Regions from separate parts of the Mus musculus genome. Here all the other regions are linked to region 2. Evidence: chromatin contacts called from public promoter capture Hi-C data. All regions are on one chromosome and are shown on one strand. The core of a region is the stretch at or near the end of the contact, and the rest is flanking DNA. Distances in the headings are between cores, read along the strand shown. Region 1 holds the start of Mfsd5 (major facilitator superfamily domain containing 5). Region 2 holds the start of Cbx5 (chromobox 5). Region 3 holds the start of Aaas (achalasia, adrenocortical insufficiency, alacrimia).

Region 1 (2,700 bases), core at 106-2,605, 960 kb after region 2:
CCACAAAGGGTGCGACCGGCCCCAGCCCTATCCAACTAGCCACGGCCTCCGCTGCCACACCAGCCGCCACAGCCAGCACGTGGTTCCAGAAGGCGGCTCGGGCAAAGGTGGCTGGGATCCACTCGGCGGGGAAGTCATGCCTCTCCACGTGCTCGTGGATGTACCAGGCCTCAAAGGCTGAGAAGAGGAGAGCTGTGGACAGCCCACCGAGTGCTCGGCCCACCAGCAGCACGAAGTAGTCCTGAGAGAGCTTGGTTATGCAACATAGAGAGTAAGTGAGGGAGAAGAGGACACAAGACTTCTTACGACCCAGCCAGTCCACAAGGGAGGAGGCCACTAGGCCAAAGAGGACCGTGGAGGCAAGGCCACAGACGTAGAGGATAGCAATCTGACCCTCCAGGAAGTGGTAATGCTGATAGAGTTTATACAGGTAGGGAGCTTGGAGCCAGTCCGCTGCCAGGGCCAGAAAGTAGACTTGATAGAAGTCTAGTTGAAACTGAAGGAAGGAGGGGTTGCTGCAAGCTCTTCCAGGGGGCCTGGCTCTGCATCTTGACAGCTCCAGACCCAGGCAGGAGGCCAGGAGGCCCACAAAAGACAAATAGGCAGTCACCAGCATGATGGGCCCCCGGACGACCTGGGGAGAGAACGATGGCCACAGTCACATCCATAATCCAGGTAGCACAGTCGAGGAGTTAGGTGTCTAAGCAGAGGGCAACTCCACCCAACTGCACTGTCAATTTCTCTCCCCCAGAGCTGAGACTGGAGGGACCAGTTGGGTGGGTGGGAGGAGTGGCTGTCTCCTAGGACTCAGTGGGGCGGGGGAGGGTGACAGTGGGGAGAGGCCAGAGCACTCGCTCCACCCTTGCCTGGTACAGCAAAGGGGACTCCTTTCAGTAATCTCGGTCCCTCAAGTTCAAAAGGGGCTACTGCCCATCTCCATGATAGGTTCTGCAGGCTTCTTGTACCTCCCATCCTCGCTGATAAGCCAGTTTTGGAGCTCAGTGTCTCCACATCTATTCCCGAGCATCCCTTCCGCCCGGGCCGGCCTCTCCAATGCTTCGCGGTCACGCGCGCGCACCGCAGGTTCCCCGGCTATGGGTCACGGCTGACCCTCCTTGCGCCCCCTAGCCTCAGCCGAGCGTCCCCTCATCCGCTCGCACCTCGCCCGGCCCCCATCTCACCTGCTGCCCCGGTCTGCCGGGACGCTCCGGACACGTCCGGCTCCAGGCCGCCGGGCCGCCCTCCCCGCACTGGCTCCGGCTCCGCTCGGGTTCCAGCAGCGCGCCCGCCCCTCACAGCCTGCTTCCGGGAGCCGGGCTGGCTCGTGGCCGCCGCCATGATAGCCCCGTCACGTGACGGGGCGCGGCAGGAAGCCACTCCCCCTCGTGGCGCCCCGCCCAGGAGCGGAAGAGCCTATGGGGCCCGGGATGCTGGAGCGGTGCGCTGTTCTCTTGGGCGCCTGAGCAGGCGGGTACCATAGGGTCCTCCAGCTGGCCAATATCCGCGGGGTCGTCCGGAATGAAAGTGTATTTTCTGTTTTCCTCCAGGAGGAGAAGGAAAGGTGCCGGCAGTCCCTCAGAGCCAGCGGATACCACGTGCTAATGAACTCCGCTGCCCTAAATTGAGCTGCCCTAGGGTTTGGACCTCCCCTGACCTCCCGGCCAGCAGTCAGTATTGTCCAGACACCTGAGGGAGGCGGTGTGGTGTAAAGCCGGAGTCCGGCTGCGGAAGCAGTGACAAAAACTTAAGCCCTGGAGCTGGACTCCCACCTCCTGCTACCTAGGATCTGCTTTTTCTTGGAATGTTAAGTTTCAGTATTCAATATTATGTCCTGGAGACCCCTGCAATGGCTTCCCTTTTCACTAAGGATAGAATCCAACATCTTTCAAAAGACATGCAAATGCATCTGTCCGGGACTTTTTGCTATGTCCATGACTTTATCTGCTACCACGCGGCCTCCTGTCTACACCGGCTCCCACCTGGGCCTTTGCACACTGCTTCCTGCAGAGTTCCCCCCCAAGATAGTTACCTTCTTTACCGCCAGAAGTCATGTTATTATTAGAGAGGACCTCTTTCTTTCTTTCTTCCTTTTTTTTTGGGGGGGGGGGGTTCAAGACAGGGTATTTCTGTATAGCCCTGGCTGTCCTGGAACTCACTTTGTAGACCAGGCTGGCCTCAAACTCAGAAATCCACCTGCCTCTGCCTCCCAAGTGCTGGGATTAAAAGCATGCGCCGCTGCCACCGCCTGGCCAGGACTTCCCTTTCTTTCATGGTGTGGTGGCTCATGTAGTCCTTGCGCTTGGAAAGCAAATAAATAAATAAATAAATAAATAAATAAATAAATAAATAAATAAATAAATCCTAGCGAAAATGCTCCATGATTAACAGGTTAAGAGCACTTGCTGTTCTTGCAGAGGAGAGGCAGAGGGGTGGAAGATCACTTGTTACTGCTTTTGAAGAGTAATATGCAGAGTAGTTTTCACAATTGCTTGTAGCTCCAGCTCCACCAGGGGAGCTGACTGACCTCTTCTGACTTCTGAGACCTGCATGAAACTAGTGAGAGTATAGTCACTTAGGCACACACTCATGCACATAAAATAAACTTTTAAATAAAGTAAATCTTTAATAAATTAAAAAAAAAAAAAAAAGCAGGGCTGGAGAGGTGGCTCAGTGGTTAAGAGCACTGACTGCTCTTCCAGA
Region 2 (2,700 bases), core at 42-2,541:
GGTTGTTTCGAAGCTCAGCCCTCCGATGAAGAGCTTCCGCAGCTGTTCTGGCTCCTTGGGAGACTAAAGTGGAGGAGGGAGTGTTTAGCGGAGGGGCTGGAACCTGGGAAAATGAATCAACACCCCGCAACAACACATGCTACACTTTTTTATTGTTCTTTATTACTGCACGAGACCACGTGCTCCTTCCTAGGCTAGGAGGTGCTGCTGGGGATTCACTCGAGTTGCACGCAGCGCATGCGTCCTTACTTTTACTTCATACGCACGCGCAACAAAGGGCACAGGTTAGTCGGGTCCATCCCCATTAAGACTTAATATCTCTTTAACAAGCGATTGTTAGACCAGAATGGGGGAGGGGAAGAAAAGGCCACACTCCCCAGATCATTAGTCTGTGAAGTTTGCCACAAGGAACAGTGCATGGACGTTAATGGCGGTCGGATCGCAGCCTCATGGTGACTATGAGGACAAAATGGCGACCTGCATTTTTTTAAAGTAGGCCTCAGCACTAATCGATAAAACACCGAAACCACGGGTGCGAGCAGCAAAACACGTCACATCCCGCTATATTCAGTAAGTGTGGAAGAAAGAGAAGCTGCAAAGCGCATCCAACTTACCTCGGACTTAGACATGACGGTAGAGTTACGAGAGCCTTCAGCGATGCTTCCTCGGCAGCGTCAAAGAGCAGAAAGGAATACGATAACGAACGTGCCCGCCAGCCTACCTTCTGCTCGCCCTTTTATCCCGCCTCCTCGCTCTCGGTATTGGTAGACTCCGCCCTTACTTGAGTCTTATTGGAGATTTGAAATTATTCCCTCCCACCATTGGCCCGTGAAGACGCCCTGCTAAGAAACGGCATCCGTTTGGGCGTTCTATTCAGACTCCGCCCCTTTGAGTCACTGATGCCCCAAGGGATCTTATCCTTAATCGCATTGATTGGCTAACTAGCCAGTCACTTATATTTGAATGTATTCACGTCTTTTAAATGCCTTTCATAACTTTCCCACACCCGAACATTACAAACTCACTCGTCAAAGGACCGCACGCTACAAAGTAGCTCACCGCGACTTTTCCCAGCCACTCCCTATAAGGCGCATGTGTAATAAAAATGGCGAGTTCACGCCGGCGCACTACGATGTTCCGCCTGCTGCCTGGAACACGTGAAATGGCGGGCGGGAGAGGGTTGTGAACCTAGGCGCCTGCGTAGTGGCGGGACCAGCGTCCAGTTTTGCGCAGGCGTTTTGGGCGGAGAAAAGGTCCAAGCCCAGGATTGGTTGCGCAGGCGCAGGGAAGGATCCGTTTTGGCGGGCGGTTGGCATTGCGCAGAAGGCGGCGGTAGCGGTGGCTTGTGGTGCCGCTTTACCACAGAGGAACCGTGCAGGCCTTAGCGTGAGTGATCACTTTAGATCTTGGGTAAGTGGCAGAGTCTCGTCTACCCGTACGAGATCTTGAACCCGCTCCCATTGCACCGGTTATTGTACGAAATGAATGGACCGCTGAACTGGTGGGGGGGGGGGTGGACGACGACAGTGAAGGGGCCGCGACGGGTCGGGCCAGCCAATAGGACAACTGGGGCGGGATGTTTTATCCTTGCAGGTTCTGTGAAGCTGCCTTGCCGAAGCATTTGACTGGCGAGCCTATAGGCCAATTGGGTTTTCCTATAGCTGCCTACCGATCGGTCCTTGGGCCATCGGAATGTGGGAGGCGGGTTTTTCTCGCCTGAGTTGCGTCTCTCCGAGCCAATGAGCCCCAAGCGCGCGATTGGCCGGCCTTCCCCAAGAGGCAGAGGCTGGACTCCTGTGGGGAGCGCGGGAGTTGGCTGGTTAAATTCTTAGAGCAAGCCAGGAGTCACTAGAAAGACAGGATTCCCCCCTCCCCCCCCCAATAAAGCTTACTCTTGCATTTGTGGGGGCGAGTATTTTAACTTAAAATGACTCCTATAACTAAGGCATTCATTCTGTATATTACCTTAGGGAAAACATATGTTTTCTTGTGGCCCTTGAGTTAATCATTTTTCTTGTAGTTTTTGGTACGTTCCTCCCTTCACTTGAGACTTTGGAGAACGTGCCTTTAGTCTTTGAAAACTTTTAAGAGAAGAATATTGAAATTTTGAATGAGATGACTTAGGTAAAGTACTTGCAATGAAAAGCATCCAAGAAAAATAGACTTAACCACTAGCACCCATTTCCAGGGACACTGTATTTGTATTTCTATCTCTATGAAAGTTTTTGAGAGTTACATGTCAAAAGTCAAAACGTGTTGCTTCTATGGAAACAGTGGGGCCAAGGCCTGTATGTTTGAGGGATAATTGTCATTGATGAAATAATGAAAACCTTAATAAAAATAGACACATTTGGTTTTTTGTTTGTTTGTTTTGTGTCATCATGTACTTGTCACCACCATTCATGTTCCCAATTCTTTTATCTGAATCTCTTCTCCGAAGAACATTTTTCTCCCCTAACATTCAAGATACTCTAAGCTCCTATTTCTGCTGTTCATTTGAGGATGTCTGGTGTGGGGTGAAAAAGCTGATTCATTTAGGAGGTATTTAGGGTGTTGGGGACAGAAGACTCCACCATATCTTGAGTTGTTATTCATTGTTTTGATTCCATATATTTTTGTATTTTCTCTGCAATTTTGTTGGTGTTGATAATACCCACACTTCTCAGAGTATCTAGACAAATGTATAATTTCCATTTATTA
Region 3 (2,700 bases), core at 5-2,504, 890 kb after region 2:
TCCCTCCCATTTGTCTATTCAGATTTTGAGCTCACAATTGAATTAAGTTAGAATTAAACCATCTAAACATCTCTCTGTAGTTCTAGCCCCCCCCCCAACCCCTTCAGTTTCAGAAAAGGTCTCAGGAGAGCATGGTGGTAGATCTTTAATCTCAGCACTCTTGGGAGATAGAGGTATGAATCTCTATGAATTCAAGGTCAGTCATGTCTACATAGCAAGTTCCGTGCTAGCCAGAGCAACATAGCCATACCCTGCCTCAAAATAAAGCCTAGGGCTGGAGAGATGGCTCAGCAGTTAAGAGCACTGACTGCTCTTCTAGAAGTCCTGAGTTCAATTCCCAGCAACCACATGGTGGCTCACAACCATCTGTAATGGAATCAGATACCCTCTTCTGGTGTGTCTGAAAACCATGAGAGTGTACTCATATAAATAAAACAAATCTTAAAACAAACAAACAAACAAACAACAAAGCCTAAATAAGACAAAGTCAGGGTGGTATGTATCTCAAGTTGGAAGAGAACTATGGAGTGGACATTCAGTGATCCTCCTGCCTGTACCTCCCAATGCTGGGATTACAGATCGGAGTCAACGGTATTTGGAGGCAGGGGCTTGCTACGCAGTCTACACTAACCTTTTATTCTTGTCCACATCCTGTAGGCATTACAGCCTTGGGCCAATATGCCCCACCAATGTCTGGTTTGTGTGTATTTTGGTCCAATCTGTGTCATTTTGCTACTGGTAGTTCAACGGTGCACTTTTGGGGTTATTGTAAGGATTATAGAAGCGTTTGTTAGTGATATACTCGGGAAAAGTTACTGTCCTTCCAGTGTCCGTCTCTCTCTTTCAGGACGCCTTACCCTGTGAAGTCCGTTCTGACTGTCCTCTAAAGTCTTTTTTGTTTTTTTTTTGGAGGTGGGGGGGCGGGGAAAGCTCACTGGTAGGATGACATCGTCTGTATATTCCTCAAGGATATTTACGGGGGTTGGAGAGTTTAATTAGGTACTTTCCTAAACCTGGCTTATTTTGGGCTTTTTCCGTACTAAGTAAGTGAGTGGGAGACGCTGCTGGGGATTCAGAGTTGGAAAAAACAGTAGTCTTACAGGAAACAAACCAAAACCAAACCGCGGCGCTCCTTACGCCACAGGTCGGTCCTCGGACGTGTCAGCGTCGTGCCCGCTCCGTACGCAAGGGGGCGCGCCAGGAAGTCCCGGAAGTCCGTCCCGAAACCCGACTCGGAACTTTCTTCCTTGCACTTCCGTTCAGCTTCGCGCAGTCGTTTGTCCTGTACGGCTACCCGTCCTCACACGAATCTAGCCCGGGAACTAAGATTCCGGGGAGCGCAGTCGTCACCAGCCGGGAGCCTGTCGATTCCAGACGCTCTCCGGACTGGCAAGATGTGCTCCCTGGGGTTGTTCCCCCCGCCGCCGCCTAGAGGTCAAGTCACCCTGTATGAGCACAATAACGAGCTGGTGACCGGCAACAGCTATGAGAGCCCGCCTCCCGACTTTCGGGGCCAGGTGGTCCGGGTGGGAACGCTGCGGTGGGGATGCGGAAAGTGGGAATAGAGGCGACGCGGCGGGGCTCGCTCACAAGTGATTGGGAACGGCATGACTCCCACAGGAGACTGGAGAGAACGAAATATATTTTAGGGCCTGTGTTACCCAGTTAGGCATGCCAAGGCATGTGAGGAGGTTCTAGGAGGGGTAGAGAAGATGATGGATGCCGTCCATCAGGTCTTCTCTAGTGTCAACCCTGTGAAAAACGATTGTGGTTTGCAGATGAGGACTGAAAATTTTCTGTCCCACAAGTGTTACATTTGTGGGTATGGGAAATGGGGCCGTGGAATCTCTTATGCCATAGGTTGGAGATGGCAAGGAGTTCTGTTAAGATTTGGGGAAGAGACTGACTGCCTCCCTCTCTTCTGAGGTATAGTGGATCAATCTTCCTGTCCTACACCTGACCAAGGATCCCCTAAAAGCCCCAGGGAGGCTGGACCATGGTACAAGAACTGCCTTCATCCATCACCGTGAGCAAGTGTGGAAGAGATGCATCAATGTTTGGTGAGGCATAGCAAACAGTGGCTTAAATAGGCCATGGTCTACCGAGCCTGCTTTGGGCAGCTCTTGAATGGCTGCTTATTGCAGTCTGTGTCTTCATATTACCACAAATCATATTAGGTGATCCATTTTTATTGTAAAACTCAAGGGTGTACCAGAAACCTCATTTATCCCTAATAGCTTGGCTTGATTTTACAAACCTGCTCTCAGCACCGACCTCATTTGCTTTTATCTGAAGCTCAGGAAAGTTAGGAAAAGGTTGAATTGATTCGTTAATATGTAGGACATGTAAGAATTAAAGCTGTGCTATCTTTTTTTTTTTTAACTGTACGTTTGGAAAAGTTACATAATTACTCTGTCCTAAAGCCAAACCCCTTTAAACCATGGTGACTAAATAGATACAAAGCACATAGAAGCATTTCCTGGCACATTAATCCCTTGATGTGTTTGCCATCCCCATTATTATCATTGCCATTATCTGTAAAAAGAATCCCTGGTGCCGGGCGTGGTGGCTCACGCCTTTAATCCCAGCACTCCGGAGGCAGAGGCGGGCGGATTTCTGAGTTCGAGGCCAGCCTGGTCTACAGAGTGAGTTCCAGGACAGCCAGGGCTACACAGAGAAACCCTGTCTTGAAAAAACAAA

What was found. Promoter capture Hi-C pulls out the DNA fragments that hold promoters and counts their contacts.
Region 1: a contact with region 2 is called in a promoter capture Hi-C map of the HPC-7 cell line. The contact joins the promoter of Mfsd5 here to the promoter of Cbx5 in region 2. A contact is called at or near these places in 2 of 39 promoter capture datasets (the HPC-7 cell line and pre-B cells) and 1 of 115 datasets of contacts at active chromatin or transcription factors (pancreatic cancer cells).
Region 3: a promoter capture Hi-C map of pre-B cells shows a contact between it and region 2, with 2.5 times the contacts expected there. The contact joins the promoter of Aaas here to the promoter of Cbx5 in region 2. A contact is called at or near these places in 1 of 39 promoter capture datasets (pre-B cells) and 2 of 115 datasets of contacts at active chromatin or transcription factors (embryonic stem cells and pancreatic cancer cells).

Annotation. Positions count from the first base shown.
Region 1 is chr15:102,278,111-102,280,810 of GRCm38.p6, reverse strand. Mfsd5 (major facilitator superfamily domain containing 5) reads right to left here and starts at 1,355. Exons shown (of 2, transcript NM_134100.4): 1 at 1,182-1,355; 2 at 1-634. The coding sequence starts at 616.
Region 2 is chr15:103,238,443-103,241,142 of GRCm38.p6, reverse strand. It overlaps Cbx5 (chromobox 5), which reads left to right and starts at 1,291. Exons shown (of 5, transcript NM_001076789.2): 1 at 1,291-1,410. Hnrnpa1 (heterogeneous nuclear ribonucleoprotein A1) reads right to left here and starts at 746. Exons shown (of 11, transcript NM_001039129.4): 1 at 615-746; 2 at 1-63. The coding sequence starts at 629.
Region 3 is chr15:102,349,313-102,352,012 of GRCm38.p6, reverse strand. It overlaps Aaas (achalasia, adrenocortical insufficiency, alacrimia), which reads left to right and starts at 1,254. Exons shown (of 16, transcript NM_153416.2): 1 at 1,254-1,517; 2 at 1,933-2,060. The coding sequence starts at 1,395. Gm36246 (predicted gene, 36246) reads right to left here and starts at 1,186. Exons shown (of 3, transcript NR_155425.1): 1 at 1,101-1,186.